7 separate regions of the Mus musculus genome follow, and regions 1, 3, 4, 5, 6 and 7 are each linked to region 2. Evidence: chromatin contacts called from public ChIA-PET, HiCAR-type and promoter capture Hi-C data. All regions are on one chromosome and are shown on one strand. Each heading gives the region's core, a stretch centred on a gene start, on an enhancer-like site or on the middle of the called end of the contact. The rest is flanking DNA. Distances are from core to core; before and after follow the strand shown. Region 1 holds the start of Eef2 (eukaryotic translation elongation factor 2). Region 2 holds the start of Ndufs7 (NADH:ubiquinone oxidoreductase core subunit S7). Region 3 holds the start of Map2k2 (mitogen-activated protein kinase kinase 2). Region 4 holds the start of Slc39a3 (solute carrier family 39 (zinc transporter), member 3). Region 5 holds the start of Zbtb7a (zinc finger and BTB domain containing 7a). Region 6 holds the start of Atcayos (ataxia, cerebellar, Cayman type, opposite strand). Region 7 holds the start of Thop1 (thimet oligopeptidase 1).

Region 1 (3,698 bases), core at 1,045-3,544, 930 kb before region 2:
CCCTGACCGCCCCCCATAGAAGAGCTTCGCACCATGATATTGCCCATGGGCCCACTCTCGCCCTCGCCGTAGGTAGAGATGATGACGTTGACGTTCTCCACGATGCGCTGGAAGGTCTGGTAGAGCTCCTCGGGCTCCAGCTGCAGCTCCAGCAGGGCCCGGTCCATCTTGTTCATCATCAGGACGGGCTTGATGCGTTCAGCGATGGCCTGGCGCAGCACAGTTTCTGTCTGCACACACACGCCTGAGGACAGGGTGAAAAGGACTAAGTGTTTACCCTTAACTCTCAAGTACTCTAAACCACTGACAGTTCAAGGCCTGAAGACCACGTATGTTTTGTCTGTGAAATGTACACAAGCACTCTCCAAGGTACACGGTATGGATGCCCAGGCGCTAAATCTCCAAGTGTGTCCAGTGTACCAGGCCCTATGCCACTCAGCCCCTCCCACCTCCAGAGACCCATGCACCTCTGCCTCAGAGCACTGAAATTATAGGAAACTGGCCCCACACTTAGGTGGACTTCACAATCTCCCTGCCCTGACATGGGGACTGGCACATACAATTTCAAATTAGAGCAGAATTCATCCTTGCCTTAAAATGAATATGATTTCAATTTACACCCCCAAAAATGTGGTACTGGGCCATGAAAACACCAGCAACTGTCTGTTACAGCTCCCACCCAAGGCTTACCAGACACACAGTCCACCACCACCAGAGCTCCATCGGTGACACGCAAGGCAGCTGTCACCTCTGAAGAGAAGTCCACATGGCCTGGAGAGTCGATGAGGTTGATGAGGAAGCCCGAGCCATCCTTGCTCTGCTTAATGAAGTTCAGGTCGTTCTCAGAGAGCTCGTAGAAGAGGGAGATGGCGCTACGGAGAGGAAGAGGTCAACAGTCCATTCAGCATCTGACCAAGGCAGGCTAGGCAGCACACACAAGCATGTCACAGAGAGGACCCTAAACACGCCACTATTTGTCCACTGGCAGCAAACACACCCGAGTGACACCCAGAGCACAACCCCTCGGGGCTGTCCCCTCACTCACGTGGATTTGATTGTGATGCAGCGCTCCTGCTCATCCTTGCGAGTGTCAGTGAAGCGCGTCTCCCCAGCTCGGGCAGAGGCAATGATGCCAGCCTTGCACACAAGGGAGTCGGTCAGCGTGGACTTGCCGTGGTCCACATGGGCGATGACTGACATGTTCCGGATGTTGGCTTTCTTGTCCATGATGGCACGGATCTGATCTACTGTGAAGTTCACCTGTGGTGGGGGGATGGGCAGCCAGGCTGATTCTGGGAACCCAACTTGGCAGGCATCGGTGGGTCAATAGCACCCCACAGCAGGGGCAGGAACCAGATGTCGGCCCAAGATTGGAGCTGAGCTCACAGTGTGACTCAAACGTACAACCCAGGACCTCTGAAATAAGCATCAAAAGTTCACAGATGTGTCCACAGCTCTAAACAAACGCCGAAACCGACAACTGCGACACTTAAGAGCAAGCCTGTGCTAGAAGACCCTATCTTGAGGCTCAAGTCACATAACCTCAGCACAAGAATTCAAAGCCAAGGTGCACGGCCACCTCGGCACTGCAAAGATGCCGGATTGATTGGGACCAAAGCACGAAAAAACCTCCTCTGCTACACACACCTCTTCCCCAAACCACTGGGTGCTGTGCGCCAAGGTCAAAGCCCGGATCAAAGGCCACAATGCGCCACTAGGCCCAGTGAGCCACTTTCTTAGATTATGGGGACCGGTGCTCACGTGTGAACTCAGATAGAAAACAGAGACGGGGGCTACCGGAAAGGGCCCGGAAGGCGTTCAGCCCACTGGAGGTGTCCAAGGAAGCCAGCCCTACAGGCTGTCACCTCCCGAGGACACCCTCCGCCCGTCACCAGGGGCGCGGGGACGGCGCTTTGCCCGCTGCCACATCACCAAGCACAACCCCTCCCGCAGTCACCCCGGCGGCCGCGGGGAGTTGAAGGACTTCAAGAAAACACCCCGACCTCGGCAGTTGACACTCCCAAGGCCCTCAGGGACGCGCAGATATGGCGCCGCGGCCCGACCACGTCCTGCCGCCCGGGCCAGGGCAGCCATGTCTCTTCCTCCCGTCCCTCTCAGCGTCCCGCTACAGCCACGTCCCGCTGCCCCAGAGATTCGTCTCGGTCCCCGAGTCTAGCGGAGCCGAGGAGACTCACCATGGTGGCGGATGGCGACGGATTCTCAGAGTCAGAGGTGAACAGGGAAGCGCGCCGACGATGGCGGCGGCTGCGGCGGAAGAGACCGCTGACGTCAACGCCCGGCCTTTTATAGGTCGACGCCGGTTGGGTGCGTCACGTGACGGCGCCGGGTGCTCGTCCGGCCGGGTTGGCTAGGAGCCAGCTGTGGACGGGTCTGCGCATGCACAGAGCGCGGTCTTTGGGACTTAACACTTGAACTGCCGTGGGAGTGGCTGCGGCGCGGCCGGGGCGTGGCTAGCTCAGTCTCTGGACCCTGGGCCAAGATCCACGGATGGGTTTTTAAACATAGATTCCTCAGAACACAGTTGCTTACAACATGATTCTTGAAAACCTTGTAGGTCAATAGGAAAAAGACTTTGAAATTCGGACCGGTCAGTGGGTTGTGCCAAAGTTCAATTTCCTGGGTTTGAGACTGTTATGTAATTTGACACCTCTGGGAAAAGCTGGAGAAAGGGACCCTTGAGGCCACAGATTTATTTCTGCAAAACCTTGCTTGTATTTTTATTACACTTTTTCGTTTGTTTGTTTTGGAAACAAGGTCTTTGGATGCAGCCCAGGACCGCACCAAATCATGAAGATCTGCCTTAATCTACTGCGTCAGTGCTCGGACTAAAAGACTGTGCCAACACACCACGCTCTCATGAAACTTTTTTTGTCCGGAGACAGGATCTCGATAGAACAGGCTGGCCCTCAACTGGGTTGGCTGTAGAGGTTGTCCTTGAATTCCTGATCCTCCTGCGGGCAAAAATGCAACAATTATGATAAAACCAAAACAAAAGGCAGACAGTAGTGGTGCACGCCTTTAATCCCAGCATTTAGAAGGCAAAGACAGGAGATCTTTGTTCAAGGCTAACCTGGTCTACAGAGTGAGTTCCATGACAGACAAGGCTAAATCAAGAAACCCTATCTTAAAAACAAACAAAAAGGCGGGGCGTTGGTGGTGCATGCCTTTAATCCCAGCAGAGACAGAGGCAGGCCAATTTCTGAGTTCGAGGCCAGGCTGGTCTACAGAGTGAGTTCCAGGACAGCCAGGGCTACACAGAGAAACCCTGTCTCAAAAAAAAAAAAAAAAAAAAAAAAAAAAAAAAAAAAAACGAAACAAAACAAAAAAACAACAAAAAAGATAGATAGATCAGCACGTGGAGCTAGGCGGGTGGCAGCCAGCTGTCATTCCAGGACTTGGCAGATGGAGGCAGGGTCTGATCTCTGCAGGGAGATCAGGAATTCAAGGCCATCCTTCCTTAACTTACACAGTGAATTCTAATGACATCCTGGGCTACAGGAGACCTTGTTTCAAAAACAAAACATTGCCAAACCTGTCCTTTCTTGGATTTTGTCACTTGTCTCCTAAATTTTTGCACATTTAGACAAGGTTTCATTCAGTAGCCCATAACTCGTAGCCTTGGCTCCAGCCACTATCTGAACAAAGCAAAGAGAAAGTGTGTTTTTCAAGAGAGCCCT
Region 2 (3,818 bases), core at 1,186-3,685:
AGGTCTGAAGATGTACAACTGTCATCCTAGCACTTTGGAGACAGAGGCAGGGGTCTGCATGTCCTAGAACAGCCTGGCTTACATGGGAACAGACTCTAGAAAATCCCAAACAGCATTTAAAAACACAAAAACAAACAAAACCAACCACGGGTAGGATATAAAGATGACTAGGATAGCCTCATGAGGATAGAGGGGGTCATATCTGTGAGCTCACGAAACCCCAGCCCTGTGACACTCTGATCTTGGACTCCAAGTTCAAGGAATACAAGATAAATTTCTGTCATCTGGGACCAAGCTTGGGGGTGCACACCTTGAATCCCATCACTCAGGATGCAGAGGAAGGTGGAGGGAGCTCTGTGAGTTCGAGCTAGCCTGGTCTACATACCAAGTTCCAGTCAGCTAGAATTACATAGCAAGATCCTGTCTTGGAGGAAGAAAGTGGGAGGGGGTCTCATCTGGGACTGCCCCTCCATGACAGAAAGGTGGGACTGGGAGAGAGACACCCACCATGACATGGGGATTATCCTGCCTCCCACACTCGGGGCTGGGCTGACGGTGGCTTTCCACACTCCTTCTTCTGCCTCAGCCCTCCTCACTGACTTCAGCCTTGCTCAGGGCTACTGCTTCCCAAGGTCACGACTGCTTAGACCAAAGACAGACTACTGCAGACTCTAGACTTTCTGACTGAGTGGCACACACCAGGCCTGATCTTCCCCATCTAAAAACTTAAGGCTTTGGATAAACTTTCAGCAAAGTAAATGCCCTACTAAGTGGCTGGAGGTGCCAGCAGCAGGTGTTTGTTTTAACTGGCATAGGGTCTCTTTGTGTTGCCTAAGCTGCTTCTGAACTCTGACCTCAGGAGAGCCTTCTGAGCAGCTAGGACTGCATGAAGCACAAGTCTGGCTCAGACCAGATTTCTGTGCTGTCATGCTGGGAATGAAATGTGGGGCCCTGAACACATTCAGTGAATGTTTTAACACTGGACCACATCTCCAGGCCTCCTCCTCTTCCTGCCTTTTAAAATGGTATTACTATGTATCCATGGCCGGCCTGGAACTCCCAGAAATCTTAGTGCCCTTCTTTTGAAGCAGGGATCCAGTATAGCCCAGGCTAGGCTCATCCTGCCTCAGCGTCCCAAGGGATGGGATCACAGCTGTACAGTACAATGCCTTACAGCAAACATCCTCCTTGTTGTCTCTAAGGTGTTAGTTTCTCCTTCAAATAGGACCACAGTAAGGTCTATTAACTGTCACCAGCAAGATCACAGCTGAGCCTGAGTGAATTCAGGCGCCAGCAGTCAACACCACGAATCACCAAGCCCTCCACTCTTCAAGGGGGCTACATCACAGCTGGGCTGGGTACAGTGGTGGGGTCTGTAACCCCAGCAATGAGAGACTGTAGCAGGAACATGAGTTTGATATGACTCTAGGCCACACAGGAAGACCCTATCTTTAAAAGAAAAAATAATGTTGGGTATAGTAGTAAGTCTGTCATCCTAGTATTTGGGGTCAGAGCCTGGAGGATCAGGAGTTCAAAGTCAGCCTCTTATACATGAGATCCTGTCTCCAAAGCAGGCATTTGGGGCTGGAGTTGTGTTGGCAGAGTCCCTGCCTGGCATGCACCAAGCTCTTAGTTCCATCCCTGGTGCTGTATAAATGGGCTTGACTGTGCACACCTGCCATCCCAGCATTAGCAGTGAAGGCATTCGGATGAAGCCTTCAAGATCACCCACAGTATAGAGTTTGAGCTAGGACCCATCAGACACTGTCTCAAAGCAACAACAAAACACAGAAGGAGTTAGACCCGACTTCCTGAGTTCTCCCACTCCTTATGTTAACACTGCAACCTGCTAGGCGATGGGAGGTTCCACTTAGCAACTGTCGCTCACGTCTACCAAACTGCACAGGTGTTTAATCCCTGTACATAAAGAGAAAGACACCAAAGCTTTGGCAGGGAAACTAAGACATCTGCTCTAGAGGCCCTTGCTAGCTGTCCAGGTTGGGGATGAGATGGAAAGAGCCACCGGGTGGGTGGCCTAAGTGTCCTGGGCCTCTCCCCTGTCCCACTCTGTGCTTCGGGGACATCAGCCGGGTTTCTGCAGTCAGCTTCCTGAGGTTGGAAGATACACAGGCCTCAGCGTTCCCGACTATAATCAGGGACGATAGCAGGAGGCCTGCAACTTGCTATGTAGACCATGCAGAACTGTGTAACGTGAATTCAAACATGCTTCGGCCTAATGCTAGACACCGACATTACCGAGGGCTGGGATCTGACCTATAGGTCTCTACGGTCCCAACGCCTCTCAACACTAGGCTTGGGCTCCAAGGTCCCCGCAGCGCCAGCTCGGAGCCCAGGACTACGCCACTCTCCCGACCGCAAGGGCTTCACTCACCCGCCAGCGCCGCCATCTTGGCCTCGGCCTTCAGACAACCTCTGCGGTCCGTCCTCCAAAGAGTTCCGGTTCTAGTCCAACGCCCAAATAGACACCAGCGGAAACCCGCACCACAAGCCGAGTGGTTCTGACCCGCTTTATACCTGTGGTCGCGTCCGCGCAGAGTGCGCCACGGTCGTCCTGTGACAAACAGGAAACAGCGACAAAATAAAGAACTTCCACTTTATTCAGTATTAGGGAATGAAAAAGTCGCTGTGGTCGTCCCTGGGTGGGCTCGAACCACCAACCTTTCGGTTAACAGCCGAACGCGCTAACCGATTGCGCCACAGAGACGACATTAGTCAGCTGCTTATAGTATAACCCTACAAGGTTTGACAGACAAATTGTGAAGTGCGCTTGCGCGCTAAAGCAATGGCACGGGGCGGAGGGAGGGTGTTACCGACAAACAGCGCGTCGCCGAAATAGCTCAGTTGGGAGAGCGTTAGACTGAAGATCTAAAGGTCCCTGGTTCGATCCCGGGTTTCGGCAAGTGTTTTTAACTCATTGATGAACCTGTCTTCCGTTTTTGAGATTTTTGATTCGTTTTGAACCACAGTCTTGAATTAGTCCAATCCAATGTTGAACTTTTACGTTCTATTTACATATTAGCAATCAGTCCTGCATTCTTCCAATTAATAGGTCTAAAGCCATTACTGACTATGAAATGTAAAAGTATCGGGGTGAATTGTTTACACACCTGTCAGACTAGCACCCCAGAGAAGCAGGAGGATGTGTACGAGGACAAGTTCTTCCTCTCAAAAAGCCAAAATTATTATTGTTGTTGGTAATGATGTTGTTAAGTAACTTTTTTTTTTTTTTCTTTTTTGGTTTTTCGAGACAGGGTTTCTCTGTATAGTCCTGGCTGTCCTGGAACTCACTCTGTAAACCAGGCTGGCCTTGAACTCAGAAATTCACCTGCCTCTGCCTCCCAAAGGTAACATTTTTTTAAAATGGCTCAGCAGAGCATTGGTTCCTCTTTCAAAAGAATGGGAATTCAATTCCCAGCATCCCATAACCTTCTAAAACTCCAATTCATGGGTCTCTGATGGCTCTTTTGATCTCTCCAGGCACCAGGCATGCATGCAGTCAAAACACCCACACATAAAATAATAAAGTAAAATGAATAAATGTAGGTGGTTAGTGAGCACTCTCTCCTATCACGCAGAAGACCCTGGTTCCACCTCGGCACCACATAAACAAGGCATGTGTGGCGTGCCTGTCATTCCAGCCCTGGGGAGGTTGAGGCAGGAGAGTTAGGAGTCCTTGGCTAGACAGCAAACTCAAGGCCAACCATGATAATGAGAATGATAAAGGTCTGAACTGGTTCAGTGGATAAAAGCAGTTGACTGCTGCTAGACCTGAGTTAGATCTCTAGATCCCACAAGGT
Region 3 (3,522 bases), core at 192-2,691, 860 kb before region 2:
TTACTTGACCCTTTTTCAGGAAGGCTTTGTACCCAACTGCATCGCTCATCCCACCCCATCATAGTGAGTCTGTTACCCCCACACCCATCTCCAAGGGCACTGTCCACTTTCCACTAGGTCACCATGTACTCCCCAAGCCAGGCTCTCCCCTGCACCTCCCCTTGCTTCTTCCAACAGGTTCCTTCCCTCTGCCCCTGCAAGGCCAGCCTTGCCTCCTCAGACAAGTCATGCCTTCAACTGCTCCACTCACCTGGTACCCAGTCTTAAGCGCTAGGCTAGGCTACCCCGCACGGCCTCTGTTCCTCTAACCATACCACACCTCACACACACACACCCGGAAAGCCTCACTGCTCCCCTGATTCTCCTGGCCACCTTCAGGACGTCTTCTTTCTTGGGTCTCCAATTGCCCTGCCTCTCTTCAGGCCCCTCTCCTTACTCCAAGTCATACCTCTCTCTAGCTCCCCTTTCTTGGTCCCAACACCTGCAGGACCTGCCCCCCTCTTGTACCCACGCCGCCCCCTTTGCCCCCTGTTTCCCCTTCAACAGCAGAGATTTTCCCAAAGCCATTCTCTCAGATCCCTGCACCTTGTCCCCATCCCTACCCTGCCTCAGGCACTGCTACTCTCCAGACCAACTTTTCTAAAGCCAAGTTCCGGCCGAGGCCCCGCCCCTCTACGCTCACAGGACTCAGGGCTCTCCCCTTGGGCCACGCCCCTCTCCCATCTGGCCAACCTGATAAGACCACCAGCCTCACTGCTCTGGCCCCGACCCCAACCAGGCTTTTGTTCTAGTCCTCAAAGGCCACGGCCCTCTAAGCTCACAGGCCACTCACCTTAGACCACGCCCCTTTCCCCGGGCCAAGCTGACACACCACGTGACTCACCCAACTGGCCCTGCCTCCACCCCCCCCCCCACAACCCCCTCCATGCCCGGACCCCCAACCAGGCTTTGTTCCAGCCCTCGAACTCCACGCCCCTCTCACCTCCATCCACACCATTCTCAGGACCAGCCCCTGTCCTCCCGGGCGCTGCTATCCCTTCAGACCACACCCCCACTTGTGGTCACGCCCCCTTCACGCCGAGGCCCGCCCCTGTCCTCACACGCCCCGCCTACTCACTCAGAGGCGCCCTCGCTGGTGGGGGACGGGCCCTCGGCGATGGTAGGGTTGATAGTGAGTGCCGGTAACACCGGCTTCCTCCGGGCCAGCATCGGGGCTCCACGGCCAGCGGCGACGCCTCAGCCGGGGCCCATAGGGGGCGGCGCGACGCGGGCCCGGGGCTGCGGCCTAGGCCGGGCAGAAGGTGGAAGGCGGACGAGCCCGGAGCGCCGGGGCGAGCAGACCGACGCCGAGGCCGAGTGAAGCTGACGCTGCAGCGCAGCCGGGAGGTCGGGGAACAGGGGGCGGCCACAAGCTCGCAGGCCGAGCTCTCGCGAGATCTTTTTCTGCGAGGTCCCGCCCTCAACCGAGGCGCATGCGCGAGGTGGCTCCCCGGCCTACTGTAGAAGGGCAGAGGCGGACGCTGTGTTTAATGTTTGCGGCGGTGCAGTCGTCTGTCTGTACGATCAGCTTCCCGGGGTCGGCTGCGTGTGCGTCTCAAACGCGGGTGGGGTTACACACGGCAGGACCGCGAGGAGACAGACCTGCCAGCATCAGTCGACTCAGACTTGTTTAGTTTCATATATTTTCCTAGATTTGGCCGCTGGGACCGTAGGCCTGAGCTACCTTACCTGCTTCCTGCTTTGCTGCGGCCCCGTGTCCTATAGGCGAGAGCGCTACCCACTGAGCCCTACTTCCTGCTGTTTGTTTTGTTGCTTGTTTGTTTTTGTTTTTATTTTGAGACAGAGCCTCAGTACCCCACCCACACTGTTCTCGAAGTTACTGTGTTGTCCAGGCTTCACCTCCACTCCCTGCAATCCTCCAGTCCCAACCCCTAGTGTTTTACTGTTCTGCAACAATCCCATAGCCCTACAGACCTTTCTCACGGCCCTTCATTGAAGCTCGGGTATGGGTAATACATAAATTCCCTTGGTCCCCATCCCTGACGGTCACCATTTCAGTGTGTGAATCCGAACACTTCTTGTGGTTAGGGTCACTTATGTCTGGCTTGTTTTTCCTTTGCCCTCAAGGTCCATCCACAATGGTTTGGATGGCAGGGCTCTCGTCCTTTTCCTGGCCAAATAGCATTCCATTGTGTAGACATACCACTCAGGGCTGGTTCTTTGTCCAGGGTCACACTCTTGGAATTCAGAGTGTACAGATACATAGTAAAACCCCTGCTCTGGGCTCTTGAGCAGGCACATGGAAATCAGACTTGCAGGGTCTTGCTCTGCAGCCCACGGTGGCCATGAAGTTTGTTCTGAGTGACAGCATCTCACAAGGAAGTTCTCCGCGTTTTTTTACCTCTCAGATGGTAAAGATGAAACCCACCAGGGAGGCAAGCAGGCTTTCACCTGGCTACAGCCTTTATTCAGTTCAATGACTTTGAGAATGTATTTTTTTGTTACAATTTTGTGAGAACAAACCATTTTATTTTTTTAAGGTTTATTTACTTATTTATGTATGAGTACACTGTAGCTGTCTTCAAACACACACTAGAAGAGGTCATCTGATCTCATTACAGATGGTTGCGAGCCACCATGTGGTTGCTGGGAATTAAACTCAACACCTCTGGAAGAGCAGTCCTTGGTTGTTTTCTGAGACAGAAAAGAGTCTCATTTTCTGTCTCAGAAAACAACCAAGGACTGGGGTGTAGCCCAACAAGGGACCACTTTCTGCGGCTGGTAGTGGAACCCAGGTGAGTGTTCTGCCCAGTGGAGCCTGCCCCGCTCAGTTACTGTTTTATAAGTCTGTGGATTGTTCCCAGGCCAGCTGCTAAGGAGAAGCTGGGGAGAGACCTGGTTTACATCTGCCTTCATGCATCATTGCAGACAGAAGTCCGGGCCTCAAAACACCATAAATGTCACCACAGCGGTTTCCCAATCGAAAATCCTTGTCCACCAGCTGCACATGGAGCAGATCTAGGCAGGGGCCTTCCCTCTCTTTCTACTCTGTAGAAAGGATTGAACTCAGGGCCTCAGGCTTGGGTGCAAGCTCCTCTGCCCGCTGACCCTCTTGCCGATCCCAGTTGTCCGTTCATTTGTCAGGAGTATCCTGCCCTGCTCACTGGATGCTTGCACTTCAGATATGTCTGGGGTCTCGAGCTCTGCCTTGTTTTCCAGCAGTCCCCGGGAACATGCCCTTATTCCACTTCAGCTCCATGTAATCTTTATTGACCCGCAATGGGACATAATAAACGCACTGTCTGCGAGGTGCAACTGCAGGAACTTTTACAGCAGTGCACACCTGTGGAGTTATTCCCCTCTGCGCTGGGCATGTCCTGTGTTTCGGGATTTGACTTCTGCCCACAGTGGGCAGGGTGCAATGGTCACGGTTTATCTGAGCTTGTAACTAGGAAGGACCCTCACATCCCAGAGAATTGAGGAATAGAAGCAAGAACTTCATGGGCTCAAAGGCCATGTCTT
Region 4 (3,846 bases), core at 145-2,644, 790 kb before region 2:
GCAGATCTATAGTTAGTTAATCCAAACAATAGAATACTATTTAACAATTAGAAAGGAGGACTGAACACAGCTCATCAGTTAAGAAGACTGACTGGCTGCTCTCACAGAGAATGCAGGTTTGTTTCACACATTGTAGCTCAGGACCACCTGTGACTCTGACCCAAGGTCATGCAACACTTTCCTCTGACCTCTTTGGGCACCAGAGACACACATGGCACTTAGACATGCAGGCAAAGCATTCATACACATAAAATCAAACCAAATAAATCTTTAAAAAAATAAGTTATTTACTTATTTAGATGGACAATGGTGGCGCATATTTTTTATTCTGAGCACTCTGGGAGGCAGAGGCAGGCATATCTCTGAGTTTGAGGCTAGCCTGGTCTACAGAGTGACTTCTAGGTCAGCCAGAAACCCTGTCTCAAAAACCAAATAAATAAGTGAAAATACGAGAAGCTCATGTCACATACATCAGGGTAGGCTCATGTGTTAGTGTGCTGTGCATGGCTCTTTTGATACAGTGTCTCATTCTGTAGGCCAGTCTTGGAAGACAGAGTACATGGATCTTCTGCCTCAGCCTCCAGAGTGTGCTGGGATGACAGACATACATCACCATGTGTAAAACTATAGTGTTCTGTAAAGCTTTGATCTGCAGTGAATGAAGCGTCTTTGTCATCTTTGTTGTCTAGCACAGTAAAAGCACGGTTTACACAGCATACATATTGTGTGAGGTGCTCTAGATATAGCAGGAGGCCAGGTATGGTGACTCACACCTACAATCCAAGCGCTCGGGAAGCTGATGCAGGAGGATTCTGAGCTTTCTGCATGCCACCCAGCCTGGGCTGCTCAGCAAGACCGTAGCTCAAACAAATGAATGTAAAAATAAGGCATACTGTGTAGTATCTGTAGGCTCTACTCAGGTGCCATGTCACTTCAGGAGACATTTCCTAGGCTGCAGGTATGGGTAGAATGATTACATTGTTAGTAACTGTAGTGATTGAGGGGCACAGTAGACCTCTTGAGCTTGAATTTATTCTGGCTATCAATAGATATTTGGTGGACGCCTGTATCTTCTTAAGCCGCGAGGAAAGACTTCAAGAATGTTCCATTCGCTGTAGGAAATCGCTTCCTGCCAAGCCTCCAGCCACACTCATTCAGTACCACGCGACCCTGGACAGCTCCGGGATGGAGGCCCTACTTCCGGAACTATGTTGCCAAGTAGTGTTTTCTATCGGAATCATTTGGTAGCTGCACTCATGTTTAGAAAGGAGAAAACTGCTTTCCGGAGCCAGTAGGCGTTGCAGAAGGATTGGCAGCAGCATCGACCAATGGACTATGAGTTCTGTCGAGTGGCACTGACAGTGTCCAATAGACGCTGATGTGGGCGGGGCGTAGGTAGCAGCTCGCAGCCCCGGGGGTCTCGGCTGGTCCGCTGCGGCGGGGTCCGGACCGCGGGGCAGTTGGCGGCAGGTGGCACTGGCTGGAGGCCTGAGGAGCTGTCAGAGGTACAAGAGGGGTCAGGGCGTGGCCTGGGCGTGGCGGGCTTGGGGCAGGGCGGAGCCGAGGGCCCTGGCCGACCGTGCCTGCCTGTTCACAGAGTCTTTGCTTCAGTGTGAGGCTGAGTGGAGCACACAGTAGGCGCACAATAAGTGATTAAGGAAAGACTGAGCTTGTCGCCCGCCAGCCCTGCCCCGACTGGCCCGATTTTGAGAGCACCCGAGGTATCCCTACCTGACCCTGTCTTCTAGCATCAATTGGGCGCCTGTTGTATGCACTTTGCCTTGTGTTCACAGCAGTGGAGGGAAGGACTTTAAGGGAGTTATTTTTGTTGTTAATTTTTTAAAAAATTATAGTAATTATGTCCTTTATAATATTCCTCTAGAATATTTTAATTTTAAAGTTTAACTTAATTTTAACCTTATTTATTTCATCCTAATTTTCTTTCGTATTTTATTTTCATTTTTTTTTTTGTTTTTGTTTTTGTTTTTGTTTTTTTTGTTTTTTGAGACAGGGTTTCTCTGTATAGCCCTGGCTGTCCTGGAACTCACTTTGTAGACCAGGCTGGCCTCGAACTCAGAAATCCGCCTGCCTCTGCCTCCCAAGTGCTGGGATTAAAGGCGTGCGCCACCACTGCCCGGCCTATTTTCATTTTTAAAATTTACTTTCCTTCTTTTTTTTTTCGACAAAATTTACTTTTCAAATTTATTTTATGTGTCTGTGTTTATGCACATGTGTGCAGTGCCCAAAGCGGCCAGAAGAGGGGAATAGATAGATCTTTCTAGGCTAGAATGGAACCTTGGTCATCTGCAAAAACAGCCAGTGCTCTCAACTGCTGAGAGTGTCTCTGCTGCTACTATCTTATCTTATTATTTCATTTCTTTATTTATATTTCTTTCCAAGTCAGGGTTTCTCTTTGTAAACCTGGCTGTCCTGGAACTCACTTTGTAGACCAGGCTGGCCTCGAACTCAGTAATCTGCCTGCCTCTGCCTCCCAAGTGCTGGGACTAAAGGCGTGCGCCACCACTGCCCGGCTGTATTTTCTTTTTAAATTTTGTTGTATTACTTTATTCTGAAGTAGGGTCTTCCTCACTGTCCAGGCTGGTCTCAAATGTGTAGCCGTTGTCCCGCCTCACCCTCCTGTGTACTAAGATGATAGTCACATCCCTTCAGACCGTGTATGTGCACACGTGAGGAGCCTAAACTTCCATATCAGTGTCTTCCTTGATCGCTCCCATAATTTAACATTTTACATATATGTGTGTTTTGCTTCTTTTCATGGCTGTGCACCTGTTGGGAACAAAATAAAGGGGGACCCTGGGGGCCCTGGGGAAAAGTGGGGGAGGAAAAGGGGTCTAACGTCCTGCTAGGGTTCCTGTGCTCTGGGCAGGCAGATGCAGGCAGAGCTGCCGGACGCTTTTCCACAGGGCCCAGGGTGAGCATGCCTGACTCATTTAAGAGCTTTATTATAGAAATGCAGGGGAGAGAGAGAGAGAAAGGGAGAGAGAGAGAGAGAGAGAGAGGGAGAGAGAGAGAGAGAGAGAGCGAGAAAGGGAGAGGGAGAGGGAGAGAGAGAGAGATTTATGGTCTTCCCTGTTGCTAGGTAACTGGGGAGGAGTTTAGCCTGAAGGTCAGAAGCTTGGGCCATTGCTTACATGACTACTGACCATGCTTCTCTTGAGGGGGCTGTGGGAGGTGGTACCTTAGTCAGGGGCCGGAGTTCCAGGAGCATGAGGGAACACCTACCGTGTCATTTAGGTGAATTATAACCATCGGGGTTCAGACCTCAGTTTGACTGGAGACCAGCCTTCAGTTCCCCACATGTACCCCTTATGTGCCTGGTGCCTGCAGAGACCAGGAGGGGCATTGGGTCCCCAGGAGCTGGATCTACAGGTGGGTTGTGGTCCACCATGTGGGTGCTGGGAACCAAATCCAGGTCCTCTGGAAAGGCACCCAGTACTTTCAGCATTGAGAGCCTAGAGCTGTTGACTGGGCCAGAGTGGCTGGACAGCATGTCCCTGTGGTCCCCTTTCTCCACCTCCAAAGTTCCAGGACAACCCAGATATATACAGTCCCTTTGGTGCAGTAGAAGGGACAGGGCTAGGGCAGGGACAGGATGCCGCTGACTGCAGAGGGTGAGCCGGGGTGTGTTCAGCAGCACGAGGGAAGCAGCTTCACTCCTAATGAACCATGCTTTGTGAGGCAGGAGAACACGTAAGAACAACCCTACATTTTGGCCACCACATCCACTGAGCCAGCTGCCACCTTGCACCTGCCCTGCACCAAGCCTCAAGGTGGGTACCAGGGCTGCAGCTGGGAGCAGGAGTCAGGTGGTCTGCAGGAGGCCTT
Region 5 (3,571 bases), core at 410-2,909, 890 kb before region 2:
GGGGAGGGCGATGCAAATTACCCCGGATCTGGGTCCGCCCGTCACCTCCCCCGCGCCCGGCCCGGCCCGCGCCAGGCCGCGCATCCCCGGCCTCGCCTGAAGCCCCGAGGCCCCCCGACACCACACCCTCCCCTGGGGAGGGAACCTCCAGTCTTGCGGAGGAACCTTTCTCCTCCTCCCTGAGCGTCCGGAACTAAAGGGAAGGGGGAAAAATTAAAATATCGAACGGGAGGGGGGGGGCTAAGAACGGTTACACAACAGGAGGGGAGGGGCGGCAGCCGGAAGCCGGGACCGCCACCGGCCCCGGGCGAGGGAGCCGCGGAAGCTCCGCCTCTTCTGCATAAACCCCGCCCCTGCACGCAGGCCCCGCCCAAACGCAGGCTCCACCCCCATGCAGCGCCGCGCCGGACGATTTCTAGTATCCATTGGCCCTCAGGTCTGCCACTCACCGCCCCTCCTCCGCAACGCCCCTCCCTGACCCGCCGCTATCGCGAGGCACTCTGGGATTTGTAGTTTATTCTCCAAGGCCACCTTCCAAAACAACAAGCACTGAAGATAAGCGAAAGAACTACAGAGCCCAGGAGAACCGCGACGACGCGCCCGCCTCCCAGACACTCCACCCCTCACCCCTTCCCTCCGCCTCTCTCGGGCCTTTTTTTTTTTTTTTTTTTTTTTTTTTTTTTTTTTTTGCAAAGCCCCCCTCCCTGTTTTGTCAGCCCCCTCCCCCCCTCCGCCAAGGCGCTCCATCCTGGCCAACTCCAACGTCTGCGCGCAATCCCGGATAGGCCTTCCCCGCCCCCCGCTTGCCCACTACCACTCGGAAAGGGGAGCGGCGCGCCCCGGGCCCTATTGCAAACTTAGCACGCGACGCACCCCTCAGCCCCCACCTTCGCCTTCGGTGAGGCCCGGCTCCCCTCCCCCGCGGGCCGCGCGCCGGGAACCCTGAGGCCGTGCCGCCCGAGTAGGGAGGAGGGATCGGGAGCGGGCTTGTGCCCTTCGCCCCGGAGGGACCCGGGCGGAGCCCCCCCGCCTCCCGACTCCTCTTCGGCTCTGGCCGGGCAATCTTGGTCTCCAGAACCCCTGAGCTACGGAGGCGCCCCAGATCCCCCATCCAGTCCGTTCCGCTCCGTACGGGCTCTCGGGGTGCGCACTGCGCCCCCGGCCGCGTCCCCACCCTGCAAGGAAATTAAAAAGGAAAGAAAGGAAAAAAAAAAGAAAAACAAAACCCACCTCTCCGGGAGAGGAGTCCCCTTCAGCCCGGGCAGCTTACCTCGCGGGGACCCGAGCCCGGAGGACGCGCGATCGGGGCAGCCCGCGGCGCGGACCTCGCTCGGGCGGGCGGCGGCGTCACTGCCCCTACAGTAGCCGTACAGTACGCAAAGCCCCGTATGATGCTCGCGACTCCCTTCCTGGTTTGTCCGAGGGCAAGAGGGGTCCTCCCTCGTCTTAAAGGTGCCGCAGCGCCGGCACCCCCACGCCCAGCCCGCCCCCCCGGCCACCGCGGCCAGAACAGGCTCTGCAGGTCGGCTCTTGCCACGTCCCGCGGGGCTGCGCCGCGAGAGCAGATCGGGCTGCGATTAGGGATTTGGGGGTGCCGGGCGGGCGGGGGGCGCAGCCCCGACCCATCGGCCCCTCCCCTGGCAAGCCCGTGACCTCTCCGCCCCGTGCGCGGCGCCGTGCCAGCCTGCTGGCTTATCTACGGCCCGGAGCACCCCAGGGTGCTGGGGGCGGGCAAGAGGGGCCCCTCGGGTTCAGGGGGTGGGGGCCGCAGATAAACAGCCCCGGCCTGTGCGCGCAGGGCGGGGTTCAGGGGGCGCGGGCTGTGCCCCCGAAGCCCGGGGCGGGGCGGGACCGGGTTGGCAATGGGGGCGGGAGTGCGGTGCGCACCCGGAGGACTGGGTGCCGGGGCGTAAGGGGCCCTCTGGCCCAAGGAGCTGAGATGAAGGCGAGGAAGTGACGGTCCCTTGCCTCACACCTCTCTCCAAGGCCACCAGGGCGCTGCCATGGTACCGCATCTCCCTTCTCTGAGCCTCAGTTTCCCCAAATAATGCAAGGAATCGAAAGGAGAAGAAAAGGTCTGTTGCAAGGTCGGCGAGGTTGCATCGGCGCTCCTGTCATCCTTGGCCTCAGTTTACCCAAGTAGTGCAAAGAACCCAGGAAAGGAAGAAAAAAGATCAGAGTCTGCATTTGAGCTCCAGGTCCCCTAACCCCCACATAAACCTCAGTTTACTCAAACTGCGAGGAACCCAGAGTTTGCAAGTACAGCTAGGTTGCTTTAGAGTGTCGGGTCTCCGTCCACCCCCGCCCCCATCTGCGCCTTAAATTACCAAAGCCATACCAGGGACCCCCCAGGGGAAGACTTGCAGGGCCGCGAAATGTCAGCTGAGCTCGGGGGTCCCGCCCTCACCGGTGCAGCCAGCCAGCAAACCTGCCGCCCCGCGATTACATAAAACAGTCGCCTCCACCCGGCTGTGCCAGGGGCGTAGCGCGGGGAAGGGGTTGGCGAGGGGCGGGGAAGGACGGTTGTTTTCCAGGCCTTGTAATTTTCCCCGCAGCCGGCTGGCTGGCCCGGCTGGTGTGGGGCGTGGACCCGGACCCTCGCAGGGGCGCCGCACAGCTCCGCAGGACAGAGGTGGGAAGTAGGAAAGTGCGAATCCAACCCTGCGTTTTCTGTTTTCTTTCTTTCTTTCTTTCTTTTTTTTTCACCCCCTTGTCCTTTTCTCTCCCACTTCCTCTCTGGTCGTGGGAGAGGTCTGGAGAGGGAGGGGAAGGCAGAGGAGGGGACAGGCGACATCCCGGTTCACCAGGCCTGCTGGGTTCGGGTTCCAGCACGCCACAGCCACCAGACGACCTGACTGTGGATCTGGCTCTGGGGAGGGGGCGGAGCGGGGAGTTAGAACCAGCGCCTGGCCTCAGTTTCCCCTTCAGTTCCCCTTCGTATGGAGACTGGCCATCCTTGCTTTAGCTTTAAGTGTGTCTGTCACAATATGAGATGTCAGCCTCCAAATGCCCGGTCCTTAATTTAGTTATTTTTCATTCATTGTTATTTCTGTTGTTGATAATATTTACAAACTGCCCCAGGTCGAAGGGAGCCCGGTATGTTAGTTTTGTTTTTCTTTTGTTCTTTTACATCAAAGCATCGACCCCCTCCCCGCATTTACCAACACATTTTTATAAACCGAATTAAAAGTACGGTTCAATCGGGCGTGGCAGCACACCCAGCACTCAGGAGGCAGGTGGATCTCTGTGAGTTCGAGGCTAGCCAGACTACACAGCGATTTCTAGGGCCGTTAGAGCTACAGTGACACCCTGTCTCAAATAAAAATAAATAAATGTACCCATCAACACCCAAATACATCTGGCTTTTTGTATAATAACTTGCCTTCAAAGGGGAAACCCTGGAGGTCCCCACAGGGGAAGTGGAAGCCCTGGGCCAGGCAGTGACACTAGCCAAGAAGATGGGGAAGGACTCCGGACAGCCACGTGAGCCCGGCGGGGGCGGGAGGGGGAACCCGGAACTTCAGCCCCAGACCAGAGCCTAGGAGCACTTAAGCACCCGGGTCGCCGCACC
Region 6 (3,672 bases), core at 161-2,660, 950 kb before region 2:
CCCACAAAATGAGCTCAAGGTTCCTCTGTCTCCCGTATGGGTTACCGTGCTGATAGGGACACTCACAAGCCCCAGAGCCAGCAGTGGGGCCTCGTGGCTGACCCCTCAGCTCTATTGTCCCCAGATCCTGAAGAACTTGGCCTGTGGGACCTAGCAGAGCATAAGGTCCCCTGCCTGGCTGGATTTCCAGACTCCATACAGACACTGCTGTGCCTCAGTTGAGTTGAGTCCTAGGGATTCTGACCAAGGTCCCCACGCACTCGAGACAAACACTTTATCCACCGAACCAGATTCTCAGCTTTTCTTGTTGACTCTCCTGCCCCACACTTAACCCTAGGACTGTGACCTCACCAAAACCCACACACCCCAAGTCCTAATAACCACACCCAGAGACTGAGGTGATAGTGGTGGTTTGCTCAGGACCTGGAGATGGGTGACAGGCAGCCCTCCCCACCCTGTGCTGTCCTATCCCTGCACTGACACCTGTCACAGACATCAGCCAGCGCTCAGCGGAACACTCAGTCAGCACTTAGACCCCAGGGCCCCACCTGGTCCAACACTGTCACCTGCAAAGGTCACTGCTCTCCAGACCTCAGGTCTCCAAGGGCCAGGGAAGAGATGGGCATCCTGGACACTAAGTGGAAGATCAGCCAAAGCCAGAGGGGAGGGGCTGACAGGAGCCAGAAGTCACTAGTGGTGGGTGTCCCCAGGTCATCCACCCTACCCCCACACACCACCATGCACCCGGTGACTGCAAGTTGTCTGGAAAGGAACTTCTCATCTCCTCGTCTCTCCAGCCATCAGGAGTAGGTCTGCAGTAATGGGTCACAGGTGGAATTTGGGGACACACCTTGGGTTTATGCATGTGGGACAGCCACAAAATCCCTTTAGCCAGGAGTTGTGGTGCGTGTCTTTGATCCCAGCGCTCAGGAGGCAGAGAGAAGAGGATTTCCCTGAGTCCAGGGCCAGCCTGGACATATCAAGTTCCAGGACAGGCAGGGCTACAGAGACCCTACCTCAAAAAAAAAAAAAAAATGGCTTTGGCTTTGAACTACAGAGAAGTTCAGGGAGCTGCATACCCAGAGGAGAACTGAGTTTGGGGACACAGAGAGTCCCCTCTTTGATCCCCCAGCTCTTCACCACCCACACCAAGACACACATGCATTCTTGGGGGTCACTTGGGTAGGATGGGATGTCCCTGGCTCTGCACCCTTTAGATGACAGCTCCTCCTGCCCGCTGTCCCACAAGCCTTCGGGACCAGCAGGGTCTGTGTTTCACTCATCCTTCGTTTTAACACAATTCTTTGACTTTTGGGGTCATTTCTGCCGCAGGAAGCCTGGGTGAGGGCCAAGGAGGGGAGATGGTTGGCGTACTTACTTTTGTTTAAGATCTCAGGGGTTGAAGGAGCCGCTTGGGGTTGGCGTGCTCGGCTTTATAGACACGACGCCGGCTCCCCGCCAGGTTATTAATAGCGAGGGAGCTGCTTGCCCTAGTATGGTCAAGAGCTGAGCGACCGCGAACGTGGCTAGGCCCGGTCTGCTACGTGCACCTGTTCCAGGCTGTGACGGGGGTGGGGGGTTGGGTCGGGTGGAGGTGGGGGCGGGATGGCGCACAGCAGTGCCCTCTGACCTACAAGAGGCTAAACCCGAGGGAGCTTGTGGGGAGGTACGAACTAGACCACAAACACAGATCAAGGATACATAGTGAAAGCCTGTCTCAAAAACGTATAAATGCGTCAATTAACTGATTAAGACTCAACTCAGGGGGCCTTGCTACTAAGCCCCAGACGTCTGACAAGGCTCATAACTTGGGGTGTCTGGTTACCAGCTTTGGAGACACAAGAACTCATTGGCCCCTGGAGTTTAAAGCGGGTTGAGAAGCCACAGGGGTTTGTCAGCTGTGTCGGCCCTATCAGCTGTCGTCAGCGTTACCTGAAGCCACGAGCCCGTCCTCACTAACCGGGTGAAGCCCTGATACGGAAACAGAAACCTGGTGCACACACCCGGAGCCGGCATTCTCCGGTCCCCCATTCCAGCTTGAACCTATCTGTTCTATATCATTCCTCTTCTGCCTACAGCTCAGCCCCACCTTCGTTCAATTTAGCTAACAGACCAATCTTCCCAAATAACGCTCCATTTCTGGGTCCCGAGGATGCTCTATTACACGTTCATATTTTTGTAAAATGTGGGCTTATCGGGAAAGCTCGTGAAGGGGCCTATGGCAACAGCTTTAAAAAAATTATTTATTTTATGTATATGAGTACACTGTAGCTGTCTTCAGACACACCAGAAGAGGGCATCAGATCCCATTATAAATGGTTGTGAGCCACCATGTGGTTGCTGGGAATTGAACTCAGGACCCCTGGAAGAGCAGTCAGTGCTCTTAACAGCTGAGCCATCTCTCCAGTCACTTTTTTTTTTTTGAGATGGGTTTTTAGGTGTAGTCCTGGAACTCACTCTGTAGACCAGGATGACCTTGAATTCACAAATCCGGATCCCCAGGCCTTTGCCATCCCACATGGCTTCTCTATGAGCTTGTGTCTGTGCATCATGTGCACGCCCCATGCCCATAGACAGCGGAAGGTGTTGGATCCCAGAATCTTGACCTACAGGTGGTTAAGCTGCCATAGGGTGTGGGACTCAGAGAGGGCAGCCAGCATTCAGACTTTGGAACCTGGCCTGGCTCTCTCCTGCCGCCTCACAGTGGCTGTGCACACGACAGCATCTGAATGCCGCAGACCCCGTTACTGCTCATTATACAAACTGACCCAGAGCCCCAGGGACAGATCAGGCAGGACTCAGCTGTCACAAACTGCCTCGGCCTCCACGAGTTGGGATGACAGGTGCATATCCTCTAAGTGTCCTCCAGGTCTCCCCACACCCCCGCAGTGTGTCCTTTTCGGAGCTGTGTGATACTGCGGGTCCCCACTGAGATTCAGCTTTACCAATTGAGCCTTGCACGTCTCTATGTGAACTGTGGGTGACACCACCCTTGGTGTGTGGTGTGGCAGAGCCATAATCTCTTCGGCGGCGTAGGAGAGCACCTATCGTGGGGTTGCTCGCTCCCACCCTCCCTGCGGGGCGTGGGAGACAGGCGACAGTACGTGGAAAGCAGCTTTATTCTGGGGGTGGGTCGGGGTCTGGGGGTGCCGCAGCCTAGCGCACGCCGCACTCAGCCTGCAGCCGTTCCTGCTCCAGCGCACGCACCAGGTCGCGCACGAATTGCACCTCAGCGGCCACCTGAGCGGCTAGCGCGTCGTAACGGTTCTCCAGGCGACACAGGCGACGCTTCAGGCCCCCGGCACCCAACAGCGCCGCCCGCGCCTCCTCCTGCGCGCGCGTGCGCAGAGCCTCGGTGCGCCCCAGCTCCGTGCGCAGGCGTCGCAGGTCGCGCCCTAGCCCTGCGCTCCCGTCGCGGCAGCGCGCCTCCCGCTGCTCGGCGGCCGCGCGCAGCGCACACACGCGCTCCCGGCACTGGCGCCTGCCTCGCTGCAGCTCGCGCAGCCCCTGCTCTGCCGCCGCCACGTCCTCCAGCACGCGTGAGAAGCGCTCGAAGCTGGCGTAGCTCGTGTTGCGCGGCATGCTCGAGTGGGACTTGAGGCTGTACTCGCGCAGGCGCGCGGCGCGCAGCCGCCGTCGCTCTGGCTTCCGGGCGCCGTCCTCGCGCCTGCG
Region 7 (3,513 bases), core at 607-3,106, 820 kb before region 2:
AGAGTTCAGGGTCACCCACAGCCACACGTATTAAGTATGAGGCCAACCTGGGGTACACGGGATGCTGTCTCAAATGAAAAGCCATGGTTGGGTGATGGTGGTGCACACCTTTAACCCCAGTACTGGGAGGCAGAGGCAGGAGAATCTCTGTGAGTTCAAGGCCAGCCTGGTCTGCAGAGTGAGCTCCAGGACAGCCAGGGCTACACAGAGAAAAGCAAAAATAAGGAGGATGGGCAGCCACTGAGGAAGATACCCCCTCCCCACACAGACACGCGCACATGCGAAACGAAGGGCTTTGTATTACAAGTAGGGGCAGAGCCAGCCATGAGAACACAGAGTGCAAAGATCTGGAGAACTAGGATTGCAGCATCTTTCTGCAAACATCTGGATTACTGCCTCCATTTCAGGGCACCTCAAGTTCCTGAGGTGCAAGTAATTCCAATTATTCCTGTTCCCATGATCCTGATCATGACTGGGGGGATTATCTGCAGGCATGAGAAAATGTATGGGTGTGAGCTCCAGACGCCACCCCCCCCCCCCAAGGCCGCTCTCAGATACAGGAAGGTCACACACAGGGCCCTTTGGGCTGTTTCCCTAGTCCTCTGTTCATGGGTTAAGATAGGATCTTGCCAGATTGTCCAGGCTACCCTTGCAATTTCTGGAGGTGGGATCCTCCTAGTCTCGGTCTCCCACACTTGGGAAGAGAGGCTGGCACTGGCTCTGTTTCCTTCTCTGGATTAAGCAAGTCCAGGGGACCCAAGATGACTAAGCAGCTGGAGGTGATTGCTGCCAACGCAGACGATCTAGGTTCAATCCCCACAACTGACTAGGTGGAAGGAGAGAACTGATTCCCGCAAGCTGTCCTCTGACCTCCACAAGCACACTAAATAATGTTTAAAAAAAAATCCAAACAAGTCTTCATCTTTTTGGGTCACAGTCATGTCTACAACTGACGGGAATCCCTGCCTGGTAGCTCCACCATATGGGATGCCCCACACACATACACAGCAGACCTGGCAAGAGAAAGATGGGTCTCCCAACCAGCCCTGCCAAAGTGGGGTGACCATAGCCTAAGCCCCTGTGTTGCTGACTCAAGAGGCTGGAGAGGGAGCTCTGTGATCAAGCGTGCTTGCTGCGTTTGGTTCCCAGCACCCCTGAAAGGCAGCTAGCTCTCAACCACCTGTAACTGACTCCAGGAGCAGAGGATGGGCCACATTTTTCTAGCCATCATGAATACTACACACATGTGCAGGTACTCACACACAGACGTACAAACAATAGTTAAAAATAACAAATCCTAAAAATACAAAAGAACCTAGTTGGAAGTATTACTAGGTCCTCTCTAGATGCTAGATAGCACACTGTCCTGGCACCGAGGTTCCCAGGCCACCGTCTCCAGCAGCCTTCCAGGAACTAGAGCCTTTTACACCATGTGTGGGTTTTGCTCATCGCCCCGTTGGCAGTCCATCTTACCCTAGTTAGAATAGCAGGGAGCATGAGAAAAGTATTCTTTTAAAATTCAGTTTATCAAGAGGTTGAAGTCATGGGAAAGTTAGTTCATTCATTTTGCAGACGAAGGGGTCAGGGTCGGGAATCCCAAAGGTTCCATCTGCCCGAAGGAGGAGAGAAAGGGAGGGCCTGGGCGAGGGGCGACCGGTACCTGCGGGGGGCTTCATGGCGGTCGGCTGCGCGCGAGGCGGCGACGGCCCTCCTCTGGTCCTCACGCCTGTGCGGTCCGGATCTCCTCGGAGCTCGCCTCACCTGAGCCAGTTCCTCTGCTGTGGCTCTCAGACTGAGGCGCCCGCCGCCCGCGAGCTCCGAGCACGCTAGGAAGGCGCGTGCGCGCGAAGGCAGCTGGTCAACGCGAGTGTGCATGCGCAGGAACAACCAGTCTGGCGCCGGTGCATCGCGGTTCCGCCCACATTATCCCGAGCTTGCCCTGTCAGTGGTGCGATTTTGCGCATGCGCTGAACACAGTGGAGCCCGCAATTGGCTGTCATAGGTGAGTGAGGCGGAGCCTTACGCACCCTCGGAACGCCAGGATGCTGTTTCCATGGAAACCTAACACCCTCTCTGCCTTGCCTTTTCTGTGAGGATTTCACTCTATACAGGCTGTGTGCGTTTGTGCTTGGTCTGTTCGTTCAATTCATTTCTTTTTGTTCTTCAGCCAGTTCCTCATGACTCCACCTTCTGAGTTCTGAGATGACCAGAGTGCTCCAGCATGCCTGGCTTCCCTCCCTCTCTCTCTCTCTCTCTCTCTCTCCCTCCCTCCAACCTTCTCTTCCTTCTTTCCTTCCTTTTTTTGACACAAAGTTTCATGTAGCCCAGGCTGGTCTGAATTTGCTGACAGGCCTCAAATTCGTAGCAATCCTCCTGCCCCAGCTTCCTGGGTTCTGGGAATGCAAGTGAGAACCGCCACGGGTTTTTGCTTGTTTGTTTTGTTTTTGTAAGCTGAGTGTGCTGACTTATACCTGCAATTTCAGTCCAAGTAAAACAAAACTGACCCAACCTGCAACCTGCAGGAGTAGCCTGGACTATATACCTTGTCTGAAAAAACATGAGAGATGGCTCTGTGGTCAAGTGTAGTTGATAATCGGTGTACTGCAAAAGCCAGGGCTGGCCCCTCCTTCCTGCACCAGCCTGTGGCACGTTAAGATGCCTCCTAGGAGCTGTTGGCGGCTCCTGTTAAAATGTTGGCACCATGACATCTCCTCAGCCTGGAGCTGTCACAAGAACTGTCTACAGTAGTGTATCACCTTTCCCAACACAACAGAGGTTGCCCCTCAAGAACACCCCTGCAGGAGCTGTCCTACAGGAACTGTCCCACAGTGATAGGACCTCATCTCCAGCCTCCTTGAGCAGCCTCACAGAGATGGCGCCTCAGCAAAAGTTGGCTGTGGCCTGGAAGGACTTTCACACTAACCCATGGGCCTGATGCAGGGTAAAGAGGGTGAGGGGGAAAAAAGTCACCAATCCCCGAACAGGAAAACCCACCAATCCCTGAGCTCCTCAAGCTCAGGACTTGAAATTCCACCAATCGTTAATCTGGAAATCTCTGCCCTGAAAAGCCCTGCCTCCTAAGAAATTCTATGTAAGCCCCGCCCTTTGTCTAATTCCCTAATGTTTTACTCCCAGGAGAAGAGGGAAGATTCATCTCTCCACACCCTGAACCCACCAATAAATCTCTTACATGAGATTTTCTGCTTGGTGTGACTTTCTCATCGGAAGAGCCAAGAAGAAGCGAGGTGAAGAGAGGGTGGGGGGTGGGAGAGCGGGGTGCGGGGAAACAAGGCTCCTGAGCTCCTCAGCTCAGCCGGGGATATCCTCCCCTGGGAACTGCAACACCTCTGCTGAGAGGGCTCCCTGCGTGGTTCCTGAGCTCCGTGTCTCCGTGTGCCCTTCCATCTGAGCAGAAACATCGACAGTAATAGCACAAGTCCAGAAGACTGGACTTCAGATCCCCACACCACAGGGCCGCTCACACCTCCAGGGGACCCCATGTCCTCTTCTGGC

What was found. Promoter capture Hi-C pulls out the DNA fragments that hold promoters and counts their contacts. ChIA-PET counts read pairs in DNA pulled down with a chosen protein or histone mark. HiCAR-type assays count read pairs that join an accessible place to other places. Capture Hi-C pulls out chosen DNA fragments and counts their contacts.
Region 1: a contact with region 2 is called in a HiCAR-type map of kidney, with 3 times the contacts expected there. The contact joins the promoter of Eef2 here to the promoter of Ndufs7 in region 2. A contact is called at or near these places in 3 of 39 promoter capture datasets (liver, neutrophils and pre-B cells), 1 of 484 Hi-C or Micro-C datasets (B cells), 3 of 115 datasets of contacts at active chromatin or transcription factors (kidney, large pre-B cells and pancreatic cancer cells) and 1 of 9 other capture datasets (liver).
Region 3: a promoter capture Hi-C map of liver shows a contact between it and region 2, with 4 times the contacts expected there. The contact joins the promoter of Map2k2 here to the promoter of Ndufs7 in region 2. A contact is called at or near these places in 3 of 39 promoter capture datasets (cranial neural crest, liver and pre-B cells).
Region 4: a promoter capture Hi-C map of liver shows a contact between it and region 2, with 4 times the contacts expected there. The contact joins the promoter of Slc39a3 here to the promoter of Ndufs7 in region 2. A contact is called at or near these places in 2 of 39 promoter capture datasets (liver and pre-B cells) and 1 of 484 Hi-C or Micro-C datasets (B cells).
Region 5: a contact with region 2 is called in a promoter capture Hi-C map of liver, with 3 times the contacts expected there. The contact joins the promoter of Zbtb7a here to the promoter of Ndufs7 in region 2. A contact is called at or near these places in 3 of 115 datasets of contacts at active chromatin or transcription factors (bone marrow-derived macrophages, cardiomyocytes and pancreatic cancer cells) and 1 of 9 other capture datasets (liver).
Region 6: a promoter capture Hi-C map of liver shows a contact between it and region 2, with 5 times the contacts expected there. The contact joins the promoter of Atcayos here to the promoter of Ndufs7 in region 2. A contact is called at or near these places in 5 of 39 promoter capture datasets (hippocampal neurons, liver, neutrophils and 1 more), 3 of 115 datasets of contacts at active chromatin or transcription factors (Th17 cells, cardiomyocytes and pancreatic cancer cells) and 3 of 9 other capture datasets (adipose tissue, liver and macrophages).
Region 7: an RNA polymerase II ChIA-PET map of memory CD8 T cells shows a contact between it and region 2, with 22 read pairs. The contact joins the promoter of Thop1 here to the promoter of Ndufs7 in region 2. A contact is called at or near these places in 1 of 115 datasets of contacts at active chromatin or transcription factors (memory CD8 T cells) and 1 of 9 other capture datasets (adipose tissue).

The regions. Positions count from the first base shown.
Region 1 is chr10:81,175,227-81,178,924 of GRCm38.p6, reverse strand. Eef2 (eukaryotic translation elongation factor 2) reads right to left here and starts at 2,294. Exons shown (of 14, transcript NM_007907.2): 1 at 2,196-2,294; 2 at 1,046-1,260; 3 at 691-872; 4 at 33-244. The coding sequence starts at 2,198.
Region 2 is chr10:80,248,066-80,251,883 of GRCm38.p6, reverse strand. It overlaps Ndufs7 (NADH:ubiquinone oxidoreductase core subunit S7), which reads right to left and starts at 2,435. Exons shown (of 8, transcript NM_029272.4): 1 at 2,393-2,435. The coding sequence starts at 2,408. It overlaps n-TFgaa3 (a tRNA gene), which reads left to right and starts at 2,848; the gene lies at 2,848-2,920. It overlaps n-TNgtt7 (a tRNA gene), which reads right to left and starts at 2,725; the gene lies at 2,652-2,725.
Region 3 is chr10:81,103,834-81,107,355 of GRCm38.p6, reverse strand. Map2k2 (mitogen-activated protein kinase kinase 2) reads right to left here and starts at 1,441. Exons shown (of 11, transcript NM_001347144.1): 1 at 1,118-1,441. The coding sequence starts at 1,209. Mir5615-1 (microRNA 5615-1) reads left to right here and starts at 2,683; the gene lies at 2,683-2,742. Mir5615-2 (microRNA 5615-2) reads right to left here and starts at 2,740; the gene lies at 2,681-2,740.
Region 4 is chr10:81,034,863-81,038,708 of GRCm38.p6, reverse strand. It overlaps Slc39a3 (solute carrier family 39 (zinc transporter), member 3), which reads left to right and starts at 1,394. Exons shown (of 4, transcript NM_001358898.2): 1 at 1,394-1,505; 2 at 3,704-3,791.
Region 5 is chr10:81,134,359-81,137,929 of GRCm38.p6, reverse strand. It overlaps Zbtb7a (zinc finger and BTB domain containing 7a), which reads right to left and starts at 1,659. Exons shown (of 3, transcript NM_010731.3): 1 at 1,231-1,659.
Region 6 is chr10:81,192,429-81,196,100 of GRCm38.p6, reverse strand. Atcayos (ataxia, cerebellar, Cayman type, opposite strand) reads right to left here and starts at 1,410. Exons shown (of 3, transcript NR_015477.1): 1 at 1,379-1,410. It overlaps Dapk3 (death-associated protein kinase 3), which reads right to left. Exons shown (of 9, transcript NM_001190474.1): 9 at 2,904-3,672. The coding sequence ends at 3,157.
Region 7 is chr10:81,068,426-81,071,938 of GRCm38.p6, reverse strand. Thop1 (thimet oligopeptidase 1) reads right to left here and starts at 1,856. Exons shown (of 13, transcript NM_022653.4): 1 at 1,661-1,856. The coding sequence starts at 1,676.